Linked DNA regions of Mus musculus: region 1 is linked to region 2. A link is a contact called in public HiChIP or PLAC-seq data. All regions are on one chromosome and are shown on one strand. The core of a region is the stretch at or near the end of the contact, and the rest is flanking DNA. Distances in the headings are between cores, read along the strand shown. Region 1 has its middle 18 kb from the start of Zfp985. Region 2 overlaps Zfp993 (zinc finger protein 845).

Region 1 (7,210 bases), core at 1,182-3,681, 610 kb before region 2:
CAAGAACCATCAGTAGTTGAAGCATACCTATGTTGATAGAGCATTGCTAAGAGATGTGCTGTGCAAGACATTTGAACAATATTTATTTTTAAATTATTATTATTATTGTTATTCTGATTATAGCATAAGATACTATCCAGGAGGAGTCAGAAGACCTTTTATGTTGTCCCAAACCTTTTCCATGAACTCCATATCAAAAGCAAGAATGGATACTCTGCTCTCGTTGAGCAAGGATATACTTTTTCTGAGAAAACTGAATCATTTTAAACTATGTTGGGTCAAGTTTCCTCAGTGAAATGGGACAGTTGTTCATGGGCCTGGGAAATATTTTGTACTTAATAGGGCTTAAGACAAATGGCATGAATGCAGGGATCACAGACAAGTAGAAACTTATCTCCTACAAGTGCAGCCTCCTCACCCAAAAGGTCTGAGGAGGTACAGGGTTCATCCCCTTTTTACTTTTCCCTGGATGGTTGGGTGACCCATACTGCCATTCATCCTGGTGTTGTGGATTCCTGGGGAAAAACACAAACATATCCTCAGCCCTGTGTCAGCCAGGGAGCAGGTGACTGACATTATGAGGTTAGGGCACCACTCCACTATACTAATGGAAGGGGGTTTTCCTGGGTAGGAAAGCCCAATGTTTATAGACAGGGTTTAATCTCTGATCATCAAAGCTGAGGAAGTTTAGGTGAAACAAAGCCTCTACCTGAGTAAGTTAAGTTTGGACTCAGGGAAAGGAGGGCCTGAGTAGACAGCAGTCCTTACAATTGTGGGTGATCCCCTTTTTAAGCCTCGGGTCATGTCTTGTGGGCCTAAAGAGGTAGCTGGAAGGCAGGAGATTCTTGGAGCCCAACCAGAGGAGGCTGCAAATGTGAGGGAGGATTTTTATATGTGGGAGAGGTAGGGCAGTAGTATCCCTGGCACAAAGTTCATGCCATGTGTCCTGTGGAGGTGGGAGGTTTGCAGCTAACACCAAGCTTTCAGATGCCTGCAATAGACTCCTCCTCCTCACCATGACGTGAGTTTGCCAAGGCTAAGATAGCTGGAGAAGAGGCAGTTACAGACACATATACACTTCCCTATTCCTAACAATATTTTTTGTGAGTAGCAATAACTTCCTCTATGGAAAAACTTTTAAATTAGTTATAACGTCAATAAGAATCATAACAAAAGTGGTGGTGGGGAACTATACCAGAATGCCACTCCCACTCAAGTAAAAACTCTGTGGCAGGCCCAAAGGCTTGGCCTCAGTCCTGAGGCATAAATTTTCAAGGAACTTGTCTCCCGGAATGATTCTGGTGTCCCATAAACAAATATGTCTCAGATTCATCCTTGCTATACTTGGTGAATGGTTCTGTGTGCTTTCTTTCAGTATTATTTTATTATAGGTGCCTCCAAGGAATGATTTGTCAAATACCTAAATTAGGTTGAACTTTCCTTCCTGGCCTTCACCAATGTCCTAGGCAGTCCTTGAGCCAACCCTGGGCTTAGAATTTAGTAACTATGACCTATTCAGATGAATTGACTCCAGTTTTGAAGGAGATATATTGAAAGAAATAAGGCATTACTATCTACTACATAGAGTTAGAAAATTCAGGGCAAGCTTAAGAAAGTAAGTTTAGAATTCTTATTATAGTTATGTATGGCAGACTACATTACTTAATAGAAGAAAGTTCCCCACAAAATCACTTAGAATAACAGCCAATTCACTACCATATACAGGAATTTACAATGGTTTAGGAAGAAGATCCTACTGTGGTTGAAGGAGGAACTAGAGTATTGCATTATTCATGAGAACATTAGCTAGAGCAGAATTCCCTAGCACATACTTTCACTAGCCCAGAGGAATAGCATAGCTAGGTATTTACTAAGAGCTGTGTGGTGGTAGGATAAACAATAAATCAGAATTAGAACTATGGCTTGTACATGAAAGCCCTTGCCACAGGAGCATAATGACCTCATACATGGCTTCTAAGAATACAGCTGACCTGAGATAGAGCTGACTTTGTCTCAGTTCTTACATTGACTAGTTCCTGACAGTCTTTATGTATGCATTCTTCTGTTTTGTGTAAAGAGTCATTAAGAATCGGGTAACCTCAGCGTACCTTGAGTGATGCGTCACCTCACTTCCTTATTTTCTTCTGTATTATAAGGATGATGCTCACTTTGAGAACTTACATTCAGATCAACACTCCCTTGTGTTCTTGTCTGATTGACACTCGACACCGACTCCTTGCCCACCTGAATACTGAAACCCTGATCTCCTGAATGTTGAGGGACCACCTGAGTTCAGTCTGTGTCACCCGAATTCGCCATGAATTTCCTGGCTTGAAAGAAAACCCTCATCCATGTATCAGGCTCTCAAACGTTCTCAGAGCAATGCATGGGGATAGAACTCCTGCCTCAGTCCAGAGGGTTTCCAGAACAGAGAAACTGACATTCATGCCACTGATGAAAAGGAACCACCTAAGAGATTTTATTTGGGGTTCCCTTAAGTGGGAAGGAAGTCTACCAATGGCCAGATGAGACACAGGGGTAAATTAATAAGAAAGGGGAGAATTGTGGAAGGAGGAAAGTGTATGTTGGACTCAGTTGTCTTGTGCTTAGTGGGAGACTTCCATGGCTTCCATGGTAGTGAGGCCATGGCTCTGGGCCCACATGGTTTGCACAATGGAGGAATGTCATGGGTGTGTGTGAAGGGTAGTCCTTGTTGTGGATTGCCCTGGTGCTGTTTGTATTTTGATGCTAATTCTGCTTCCTCAAATGGAGCTGCCCCAAGGAGGAGTGGATCACATTCTCTGGTGATTTAATGTGAAACTTCTCCCCATTTAAATTGGTCAAATTGGTCAAATAAAGACTGAAGCCTGTGATTGGGCAGTGGAAGGAAAACGTGGGGCTGGAGGTTTTAGAAAGGGAGAAGAGGGGAAGGAGGAGAGGCAGACAAGGAAACAAAGAAGATAGTGGAAGATGGAAGAAAAGGAGGTGGAAGGAAGATGGAGCAAAACCACGTGGCCTGGTGAAGCCACAAGTAGCAAGGGATCTACACTTCTAGACAGTATTTATCCAAAGATGGCCTGCATCTTAGTTATCTTAATTTCAACTCATTTCCCTCGAGGAATTCCCATGCAGAGGGAAGATAAATTAGAATGAATATTTGCCGGGCAGTGGTAGCAAATGACTTTGATCCTAGCACTTGGGATGCAGAAGCAGGCAGACTTCTGAGTTCAAGGCCAGCCCGATCTACATAGTGAGTTCCAGGAAAGCTAGCACTATACAGGGAAACAGGCTCAAAAACAAACAAACAAATAAATATATGAATTTAAAAAAATAAAAGAATGGATATTTTTAGCACATAAACAGCGTAAGAAAACCCTACATGGAGAAGGTCTTTGAATTTATACTAAAAGGAAAAAAAAATGAGACTTTGACAATTAGTTGGAACGGACCCAACTAAAATCGTGGTACCTTTTAATAATGCAGAGATTGCCTCCTTATGGCCACAAGGTGAATCTTGGTAAAGAACATGCAGTAACTTCTTGGAGAGATTAAAAACAGATACTATAAAAGTATGATTTCATTTCATAAAAAGAACTACTTGGATTCTCCCTCATAAAATAAAGGAAATTCCATTATCTGGAGCCCCTACATTTTACGCTGAGGCCAATAAATCAGGAAAGGCAGGACATAAATCAGAAGATGTAGGGTACTGAATATTCTTATAAATCTGATCAAATATCTGAATTATGTGCAATACTCATGGTGTTGTCAGATTCTGAAGAGTCTCTTAATATAGTAACTGACTCTCAATATGCAGAAAGGGTTGCTTTTCCAATACAGACTGTTGATCTTATTCAGGATGAATCTGAATTGACTTCACTATTTCTTCAGCTAGCACAATTGATAAGAAATAGGAGTCATTCACTATATATAACACACATAAGATCGCATACAGGTTTGCCAGGCCCTCTGTCACAAGGTGATAATGAAATTGACCAGCTATTGATAGAAAGAACAAAAGAGGCTTTAGAATTTCATAAAAAATCATGTTAACAGCAAAGTTTTAAAGAAAGAGCTAAGGAAAATGTGAGGCAATGTCCTACTTGCTCATTATACAATCAAATTCTATTACCTTCAGGAACTAAGCATAAGGGTATGAAAAAAATGTCCTTTGGCAAATGGATGTATTCCATTTTACAAAGTTTGGTAAACTGAAATGTGTGCATCATACTATCGACACTTATTAAGGATTTCAATGGGAAGCTTCCTCAGCATCAGAAAAGGCTGAATCTGTAACTACCCATTTGTTAGAGGTTATGGCCATTCTGGGAATACCCATACAAATCAAGACACACAATGGTCCAGCATACGTCTCTAGTATGATGAAGCAGCTTTTTAAAATGTTATTATATATAAAATACATAACAAGAATATCATATAACCCTACATGACAATCGATTGTGGAAATGTCTAAGAAAACTCTAAAGGGGATATTTAACAGGCAAAAGGGGGCAACAAAAATCCCCAAAATTGATTATATAATGCTTTAATAACCTTAAAGATTTAAATGCTAATGAAGAAAACACTACAGATGCTGAAAGACATTCGATTGTGGAAAGAACTACTAAACTAAACCAGCCTGTTTATATTAAAGATATTATGAAATCAGTATGGAAAATAACAAATGTGTTATTCTAGTGGAGGGGTTATGCTTATATTTCCACAGGAAAAGAAAAGCTATGGGTTCCTTACAAGTTGATAAAAATGAGATATGACAAAAGAAGACCTCCTGAATACCTTGGCTATGGAGAAGGAAAGGGAGACTAACACAATCAACAAGCTAGGTGCTATATACGTGGTGATGTTTATGTCTCTGTATATAGAGACAGATCTGGAACTGGCTTTGACTAAAATGTCTATAAACACACCCGATAACCGTTATTAGGTACAAAATTCTCATGACTTTTTACATACCACCCTTTAAGATGGCATGAATGGAAATTTATATTGTAGTTTGACTATGTGATCAAACTAATCTCTGAAGAAAGGCAGTTGTCTTCCTTCATTGATCTTAACTAATCAGTCTGTGTACCCTGCATGCTCCATATGAATGTCTTTCCAGAATTTTATGTTGCTTGTAAGTTTTCTATAGTGCAGGATGAAAGAAGAGAAAGACAGCACTGCTAAGATTCACACTCCAGGATGTTGAGATTATGTGACCTTCCATTCTGCCTCCTTGTTTGATTCTACCTCAAGTACATTGAAGCTGTTTCTTCTAAATAGTTGTTCCCAAAACTTTTCAAGAATATCTAGATCACCTATTCAGCCTTTCAGACTGCCACAGTCAAGATTTCATCTAAGCAATGAACTTTCTCAGCACATAATGCCTGGAAGGCAAAACACCAACTAGTCCTCCTTTGACCAAACCAATTTTCCTGTTTTTTCCCTTCAGCCCACAGAAGGGATTTTTTTTCACCTCAATGCAGCTATAAGCAGACAAAAGAAGATCATCGTATCAATATCTTATGTTGTGGTGGATGGTTCTGGTTATTTTATGAATCATAGATATGTTATCATTTTAAGGAATATTTTACAAATATTGTAGATTTAGACAGGGAGGGAGCTACAGAGCTTAGACTCAGGGACTTCTACCTTTCCTTTCCTCTTCTCTATCCTTCCTTCTTAGGTAAATAAAAGTTATAGGGAAGATAAAGATGGGATATAGTAATATAGAAATTAGAATACTAGACAAATAAGAATAGGTTGTCAACTTTACTCTTAAAACATTGCATGGCCATATCTTACAGATAGAAATCTTTATAATTGATGTAGCATTGAATGTATAATTTCTTACATTTCTACAGAATTTATTTCAATACAGTTAAGGTTTTCAATGGTATGAAATTCATAGATTGATATAAAAATTGGGAGTAATATTATTGTTATTAGATAGGATTTGTACCCAGTCAACACATTTAAGAATACAAAGCTTAGACTGGGTCCTTCTATGTCTGCTATTACTAAATAGATGATTGAAAATACAAGTTAAGGGTCAGATAATGGAATCATAGTCCTGAGTTAATTACACATTTTTTTGAGATATAACAGTCAGAAACGGTTGAGAGTAGTCAATGCTTAACAGTACAAATATACTTTGTATAGATCAATAGTTTCCAAAGGCGTCAGAAGTCCACCGAATACTACAGTTAAGGCAATTTCATTATTAAAGATTACTTGACTAGAGACATGTCTGCCCCTGACAGCATCCATTCTTTGTATAAACATGAAATGCACAACAGTGGAGTTGCTCCAGTTGTGGCGAGATAGCCACCAGAGAAGAATTGCCTCACTTCATCTACAGACAAAAGTCCTGTCCAGGAAAAGGACATACTATGTGGAAGAGCAACTAATAGATCTGCCAAGACAGGATAAGCAGTCCTTCAAAATTCTGCTTTACAAAGTTCTGACAGATGATCCTGGCCAGAAGGCTGAAGATTGATGCTCCACCATTTTGAGGTTGTCAGCTGTGTCCACAGTTTGGTTGGGTTTTGGAAGCTATGTTTTATGCTTCCTATATTTTCAGGTAATATTTAGGACATGCTTGGATTTCTTTCTTACGGGTGCTGAAGACTTGTTGTACTCTCATAGCAAATTAACAATGTTTGGCATTGACTGACATGATATATATTTGAGAGGATGGTTTTCAAATACAAGTTAAAACCAGGAAACAATTCAGGTATAGAATTGTAAGCCTTTAAAGTTAGGATATATGGTAGTGTTTTATCTAAATGGAGAAGATGGATGGCCTGGGTGTTTAGGGTAATTTTACTTTTAAAATTTCATAATTCAAGAGTTGTGCTCAATTTATATGTGAGAGAAAAGATCCTTTTAGTTCAACAAAAGGGATTGAACGAAATGTAGATTGTCCTGGTGCTGTTTGTACTTTAATGCCTATTCTGCTTCCTCAAGAGGGGCTGCCCCAATGAACAGTGGACTATATACTCATGTAATTTCATGTGAACCTTCTCTCCATTTTAGTTGGTTGCATAAAGGCCAGAGCTTGTGATTGGGCAATAAAAGGGAAAGGTAGGGCTGGAGATTTTAGAGAGGGCAAAGACAGAAAAAGAGGAGGCAGAGGAGGAGATGAAGGAGGCAGGGGAATTTAGAGGAAGAAAAGGTGGAAGAAAGATGAAGAAGAACACATGGCCCT
Region 2 (7,241 bases), core at 2,748-5,247:
TAGTTGTCATTTTAAAAAATCTGGGAAATGGAGGTCTTTAAGAGATCTCAGAGCAATTAAAAAGATTATTCATCCAATGAGTTCCTTGCAGCCTGGAATCCCATTGCCTTCTTTGTTGCCTAAGGAATGGCTTATCATAGAGATTAACCTAAAAAACTGCCTTTTCACAATTCCTCTACTTGAATGTGATAAGGAAAAGTTTGCTTTCTCAGTACTTACCTTCAATAGAAGTTGCTCAGTAAAAGATATCATTGGAATATCCTGCCATAAGGAATGTTAAATAGCCTTACATGTGTCAATATTTAGTACAACAACCATTATAGATGATTCACAATTTCCCCAATCCATTATCTGTCATTATATAGATGACATTCTATTTACTAATTCAGATTTAAATATCATGGAAAAAATGTTTGATGAAAAAAAAACCAAAAACCAAAGAACAACAACAAAAAAAAACCTTGCCTTGCTGAAGATTGCAAATCACCCCTGAAAATAATATAATGAGTGCCTTCTATTAATTGTCTATTATCTAAAATAAGTCTGCAACAGGTTAGGTCATAAAAGGTTCAAATCAGGAAAGACCATTTCAGGACTCTTAATGATTTTCAGATATTATTGGGAGATAGTAACTGGCTGTGGCCTACAATTGGCTTGGCCACTCAAGTGCTAAGCAATTTATTTCAAACCTTACAAGATGATAAAGATATAAAGAGCCTGAGAAAATTACCAGCCAAGACTGAGAAGGCCTTAGCTCTGGTAGAAAGGTAATTGCAAGACATACAACTAGTTCATAGTGTTCCAAAATGGTCTGCATCTTAGTTATCTTACCTTCTATTCATTCCCCTACAGGAATTCTCATGCAGATGGAAGATTATATATTAGAATGGATATTTTTAGCACATAAACAGAGTAAGAAATTAAAAGCCTACATGGAGATGGTCTCTGAATTGTTACTAAAAATAAAAAAAAGAGACTTCAAAAATTAGTTGGAATGGATCCAGCTGAAATCGTGGTACCATTTATTAATGTAGAGATTGACTCACTATGGACACAACATGAATGTTGATAAACAAGCTTGCAGTAATTTCTTGGATAACAACAGATACCCTAAAAGCAAGTGACTTCAGTTCATAAAATGAACTACTTGGATTTTCCCTCATACATTAAAGGGAATTCCAATATCTGGAGCCGCTACATTTTACACTGAGGCTAATAAATCAGGAAAGGCAGAAGATTTAAGTAAGGTGGCTGAGAGTCCCAGGAAATCAGTTCAAAAATCTTAATTATGTGCAATACTCATGGTGTTCTCAGATTTTCAAGTGTCTTATCATAGTAAATACCTCTCAATATAGAGAAATGTTTGTTTTACACATAGAGCCTGTTGATCTTATTTAGGATGATTCTGAATTGACTTCACTATTTATTCAACTATAACAAATAAGAGTAATTGACTACATATAACACATATAAGATTCCATACAGATTTGCCAGGCTCTCTGGCACAGGGTAATAACGAAATTGACCATTAATTGATAGGAAGTGTACTAAAGGCTTTGGAATTACATTTTAAAAATTCCATGTTAAAAGCAAAGGTTTAAAGAAAGAATTCTCTATCACAAGAAAAGTCTGTCAGTTGTCCCCATGTCTCTTTGATATAGTATTTGAAGTTCTAGCTCAAGCAATAAGGCAACTAAAAGAAACTAAGGGAATACCATTTGGAAAGAAGAAAATAGTGATTTTTGGCCGGGCGTGTTGGCGCACACCTTTAATCCCAGCACTCGGGAGGCAGAGGCAGGAAGATTTCTGAGTTCGAGGCCAGCCTGGTCTACAAAGTGAGTTCCAGGACAGCCGGGGCCATACAGAGAAACCCTGTTTCGAAAAAAAAATAAAACAGTGATTTTTCTATTTTCAGATAATATGACAGTATATATATGTGAGCCAAAAAAAATTCTACCAAAACGTTACATTGATAAATGTAGCAAAGTATCTACATACACAATTGACTTGAAGAAATCATTAGTTCTGCTCCACACAAAGTGATAAACAGGCTGAAAAAGAAGTTACAGAAACAACACTTCACATTAGCCGTAAATAAATAAATAAATAAATAATAAATAAATAAATGAATAAAAGCTAATTTATTCACATCCCAGCTATCCAAATATCGTTGAATCATAACTGTAATTTATTCCTGTAATTGTTTCATATCATAGGAGATACTATCATCTTTCCAAATACCTAACAAATGTGCCCTTGTCCTATTCCATTCTTCTAAGGATGAATTATATGACAATGGTGTAACACAAATATATTGAAATTTAACATGACATTTAGTGGACAATCTAGCTTTAATATTTGCCACCGCCTGTCCCATTTTCAAAACTACATCTTCTAAGGCATTATTCCTTGCTTCCAATTTCAAATCAATTATCCTTTATTCAGACAAGCCTAAGGTAATATTCCTATGCAATTCATTAACAAAGGTTGCAGTCTGCATACTTTTCACCAGAGCAGTAGTTGAAACTGCAAAGGTAGTAAGCATTGCTATCAAGGCAGATATTCCTAAAATAAGAGCAGCCACACACCTTTTAGGCCTAGTTAGCTCATTAATATTCTTTACAACTTCTAAAGTTGAATTATCATACCAAGATTCTTCCCCTATATCTACTGGCAGCAAAACATAAGCAGGGCGCTTTACAATCATCCTAATAGAAAAATCCTTATTAATTCCTGAAGATATACAATTAGTAAGAGCTATCAAAGGACAAGTTAATATGTCCTAATATCTGAGGACAACAAACTGGTGATCTTCCTGAGATTACTTCACTTTAGGCTAGCAAAATTATGAAAGAGCTTCAGTAGGCAAGGTCCTGGAGAAAATCACTTAAGGAAAGATTGCTGCTCTTAATGTGCTTTTCCTGTCACTATTAAACATAAATATAGACCATTAGGAATCAGTTCACAAGGTTGAGCAGATCTCTGAAGAACTACAAGATGAACTAACTTGTAGTGATACACTAAAGATATGTAGATAGTTTCTTTATCCTATACAATAATGATCCAAAAAATTCCTAAGTTGATGTTAATTACTAAGCTCTTTTAATAACAAAATTAATACCATTCTGATAGTCAGAACTGCAGTGAAAACTCTGCTATCCTTTATTCTCACTTCGGAGATAAAAACCAGACATTTTTCTGCTCAGAGGTTGTAAAAGCATTAGTTAAAAGTCATAAAAAGGGAATGAATGATTTATTATAGGTACAAGAACAGAAGAAAAGAGATTGGCTAGATTTATATTTGCAAAACTTTACTAATAACTTACTTACTATTTTTAACCCTCTGTGAACCTGTGGACCTGTGATAGGTGAGGAATGTATAACCATGTAATTACTCTTAATGAATATGCATGTTAACATTCAGTGTTTTAAACTTCTTATTCGATTTATGATTTGAATTTATGTGTAAACTTGTGATCATTTTTTACCATGTGGTCATGTATTCTGGAAGATGTATAAGGGCTGAGGATAAAGTGAGGAGCACAAATTTCCCTTGTTCAGCTCTAGATCATTCAGCTTTCCCCCCTTTTCTTAGAGAGCTTTCATAGGAAAGATTTACAACTTAGAAATGAACATTAAAATCTCTTTTTAAAGTGTCCCCTTTCTTTCCTCCAAATCAAGCAGCAGGCTGTAAGTTTGTGCGCTGCAATTCATGGGAGACAGCACAGAGGCTACATTACTTACAATCCTGCTGTTAGGCTACAGGTGGTAATTGCCTAATTGCCTAAGCCAGTAGCTTTTAACTCTCAGAATAAACAAAAAAAATATATATATATGCCTTTTTAGAAGTTACCGTCAGCATTCAGTATAGTTAGAAAGTTAGAGTTTCTGGAAGCCATCATTCTTTGAAGTCACACCGAATTCTGTGGTCTGTGTCTCATTTCAAACACTCCAGACTGGGAGCCTCCCAAGAGGCCCTCATATCCAAATGACCTGATCAGACCTTTGGGTCCCTACCTGTGGAGTGGCCCATCGCACAGGCTCAGGTTGTGGGACAGCTTTTCCTAGCCTCGGCTGATCCGTGTGTCCTTCTCCAAGGCTCGGATTTATATTAAAAAGCATTCAGATGCTCAATTTCTTTCACAAAATCACCATGTAACTCGAGGTATCCAGACACGTAAAAGAGAAAATGATTCAGCCTAAGGTCCAGACTATGGAAGGAGTTCTCTGTAATACTTGTGTAGCCTGAAGGAAGCCATGAGTTCAATCCACTGCACTCATAAAACCCTGTGTGGCAGCAGAAGGCTATAACCTAGCACTTAGGGAAGTGAGGCAGCAGGATCAGAAGTTCAAGATTAACCTCAGTGAGATGCTGAGTCTAAATTCTACCAGGGCTGCTTAAGAAATCCTATCAAAAATGGAACTAGGCAGGCATGGTGGTATACAACTTTATCCAGTTCTGGGGAGCTAGAGAAGGGTAGATCTCTGTGAATACAAGATCAACCTGGTTTACATAGGGAGTTCCAGACAAGACTCCACAGTGAGATCTGTCTCAAAATTAAAAAAAAAAAAGAATGAATAAATAAGCCAAGTTATGTCACATAGTTTCAATCTCAGAAGAGGGAAGTTGTCCTAGAACTTTCTGTGTAGACAAGACTTGCCTTGAATTTACAGACATCCCCTCTCCTCTAATTCCATTCTGATTTGTAAGAATGCATCACTCTGGGCTGGTGAGATGGCTCAGTGGGTAAGAGTACCCGACTGCTCTTCCAAAGGTCCGGAGTTCAAATCCCAGCAACCACATGGTGGCTCACAACCATCCATAACGAGATCTGACGCCCTCTTCTGGTGTGTCTGAAGACAGCTACAGTGTACTTATATATAATAAATAAATCTTAAAAAAAAAAGAATGCATCACTCTGCCTAGCTTACTGTCTTAGCTCTTTAGGCCTCTAGGATGCTAAAAAGGTTCTTAACTCTGGGGATGCTGAACCCACAAAATAGGAGTCCCCAATCTTACAATGGAAAACTGGAAAACCATTCTAATCTGGATTGTGAGAAAACACTCCAGAGTGTCATCTACCCAACAAGAGGATGCCTTCCTGTGCCAGGTAGTACACAGATAATAATGGATTAATAGGTTTCATCACTTTTCATGAACACTCAATGATATCTTTTACCTTATTGAGCAGACGTTATATCCATGACAACCATCACAGGAAAGACTGATCACTCTTTACCTGAAAAATCAGATTCCAATACATCCCCAAATTTAAAATTCTTACATTACCACAGTGATGCTATCAGCGACAAAAGTCTGTGGTCTTATGTGATCTCAGTTTCTATTGTCACCTTAACTAAATTTAGAGTCACCTAGGGAACATGATTCTAGACATGTCTATAAGCACATTTCCTCAGAGCTTCAGCTGAGAATGGAATACACAACCTGGATGTATGCAGCACCAAATAGTGGACTGTGGACCTGGGACAAGTAACAAGTAGAAAGCAAGCTGAGCACCACCATGCATCTCTCCCTGCTTCTGTAGTGCAGACACAATGTAACCATTCACATTCATGCCATACTTTCCTTGCAAGTCAGGCTTGTATTTCTCTGGAACCAAGAGCCTGTCCTCTTAAAGAAATCCTTGTTTAAGTTGTTTCTGTCAGGACTCTATTCTGTCTGTCTGCTGTCTGTCTGTCTGTTATTTACCTATCATTCTAGTTGAATGAGTATATGGGCATGAGATTGGAGGTCAGAGAATAACTTGCAGGATATGCCTCTGAGAAGGTCCATGCAATAGAACTCAGGTCACCAGGATTGTGCACTTTTACCTGAAGAGCCATCTTATTGGCTCTTGTGTTAAGCTCTCTACCCCATGGGTGCATGTGTACAAAACACATAAGAATCATGTGTTTGAATTTGTTCCTCTTGTAAAGATGTCTCATTATGTATGTAAATGTTTGAAAATACTAAACACTAAAGTAGATCTAGTCTCAAGCAGTTCAGACCAGCAACAGTGGTCCTGAAGTAGCTTCCATTGGTCTATGTATGCTATGCCACAACACCAAAAAGTGTAATGGTAACCCAACAGAAATCTTAACTGCTCCTAGTTCTGAAGGCTGACGTCCACTGTCAGGCACTGTTGGTCTGGCTTCTAAAGGTCTCTTCCTTCTCTTCTAGATTGTCACCCTCTCACAATTGTTGTCTGCTTGTACTTTGATGGAGTCCCCTATTTAGAAGAACAGCAATGTTACTGGAGTAGGGCCAGACCTTTACCTGCTTACCTTCCTAAAAGTCTTGGCCTCCAGACACAGCCATGTGCTGTGGAGTTTAGACCTGGACACACAGGTTGGAGCCAATAGGGTTACATACAGTTCAAGCTGTGCTGCTCTCTCTTCTCTGCAGGGTGTGGTTCTGATGCTTTGTTTGGGAATCTGCTTGTGAGCACAGAAGTTCCTGATACCTAGGTAGTTTTTAATCAATCAATGAGGATGCTAGCTGCTAATGGCTAAGAAGAGGTGGGAATTCTAGGTTTCCATAGGCAGGCTAAGAGATGCAAGAGGAGGAAAGCAGATTCACCATGCTTTAGAGTGAGCAATCAGCCATGAGATGTTAAGGATAAGGTTTCTCTGTGAAGTCCTGACTGTCCTGAAATTTTCTCTGTAGATCAGGTTGGCCCCAAACTCAAGAGATCCTCCACTGCTACACCAATTCTGGCTTGATTCCTCATTGTTAATTCTGGACAGAGAGCACAGGTCAGGTCCCAGCAAGGAGATCAAGAGGACAAACCCTTTAGACAATACAGGAATAAAATCTGCAGCACCCAGTGTGGCTGTGGCCATAGACAGTTGAAGTGAATTACTGCTCTTCAGTTAGCGGCCCTGTTGTAATTCTAAACAGTGACTGTAATATCCACTTCACCTCTCACTGGCATTGACATAGATGATGAAAGCGAGCTCCAGATATCACACAATATACTCAAGGTCACAATCTGAATCCTCTCCAAGGTCTCCCTATTTAGGCTGAAATGCTCAGAACAAGATAATAGCCAGGCAGATGAGGATATTAGATTGACCTAAAATGTGAATTCCTAGAACATCACAGTATCCCAGATCACTTGTTGCAGAAGAAGTACATAATGTTGCAATCCATGCTACATAACAAACTCAGAAGAGACATGAAGCAAACCTTCAAAGAAAACATATAGAAATAATCCGGTGATGTGGCACATACCACAACT

Evidence for each region. HiChIP or PLAC-seq counts read pairs in DNA pulled down with a chosen protein or histone mark.
Region 1: a contact with region 2 is called in an H3K27ac HiChIP or PLAC-seq map of embryonic stem cells, with 6 times the contacts expected there. The contact joins two enhancer-like sites. A contact is called at or near these places in 4 of 39 promoter capture datasets (the HPC-7 cell line, cranial neural crest, maxillary cranial neural crest and 1 more) and 9 of 115 datasets of contacts at active chromatin or transcription factors (bone marrow-derived dendritic cells, double positive thymocytes, embryonic stem cells and 2 more).

The regions. Positions count from the first base shown.
Region 1 is chr4:147,531,597-147,538,806 of GRCm38.p6, reverse strand. No RefSeq gene overlaps it. Among named protein-coding and RNA genes, the nearest start is that of Zfp985, 18 kb to the left of the region's middle. Within about 2 kb of position 2,431, at least 7 of the 459 cell types and tissues checked have an H3K27ac peak or open chromatin away from gene starts, as enhancers often do. A contact at or near this core is called in embryonic stem cells, where this site is marked.
Region 2 is chr4:146,922,282-146,929,522 of GRCm38.p6, reverse strand. All of the region lies in intron 6 of Zfp993 (zinc finger protein 845), which reads right to left. Among named protein-coding and RNA genes, the nearest start is that of Gm21411, 25 kb to the right of the region's middle. Within about 2 kb of position 3,997, at least 13 of the 459 cell types and tissues checked have an H3K27ac peak or open chromatin away from gene starts, as enhancers often do. A contact at or near this core is called in embryonic stem cells, where this site is marked.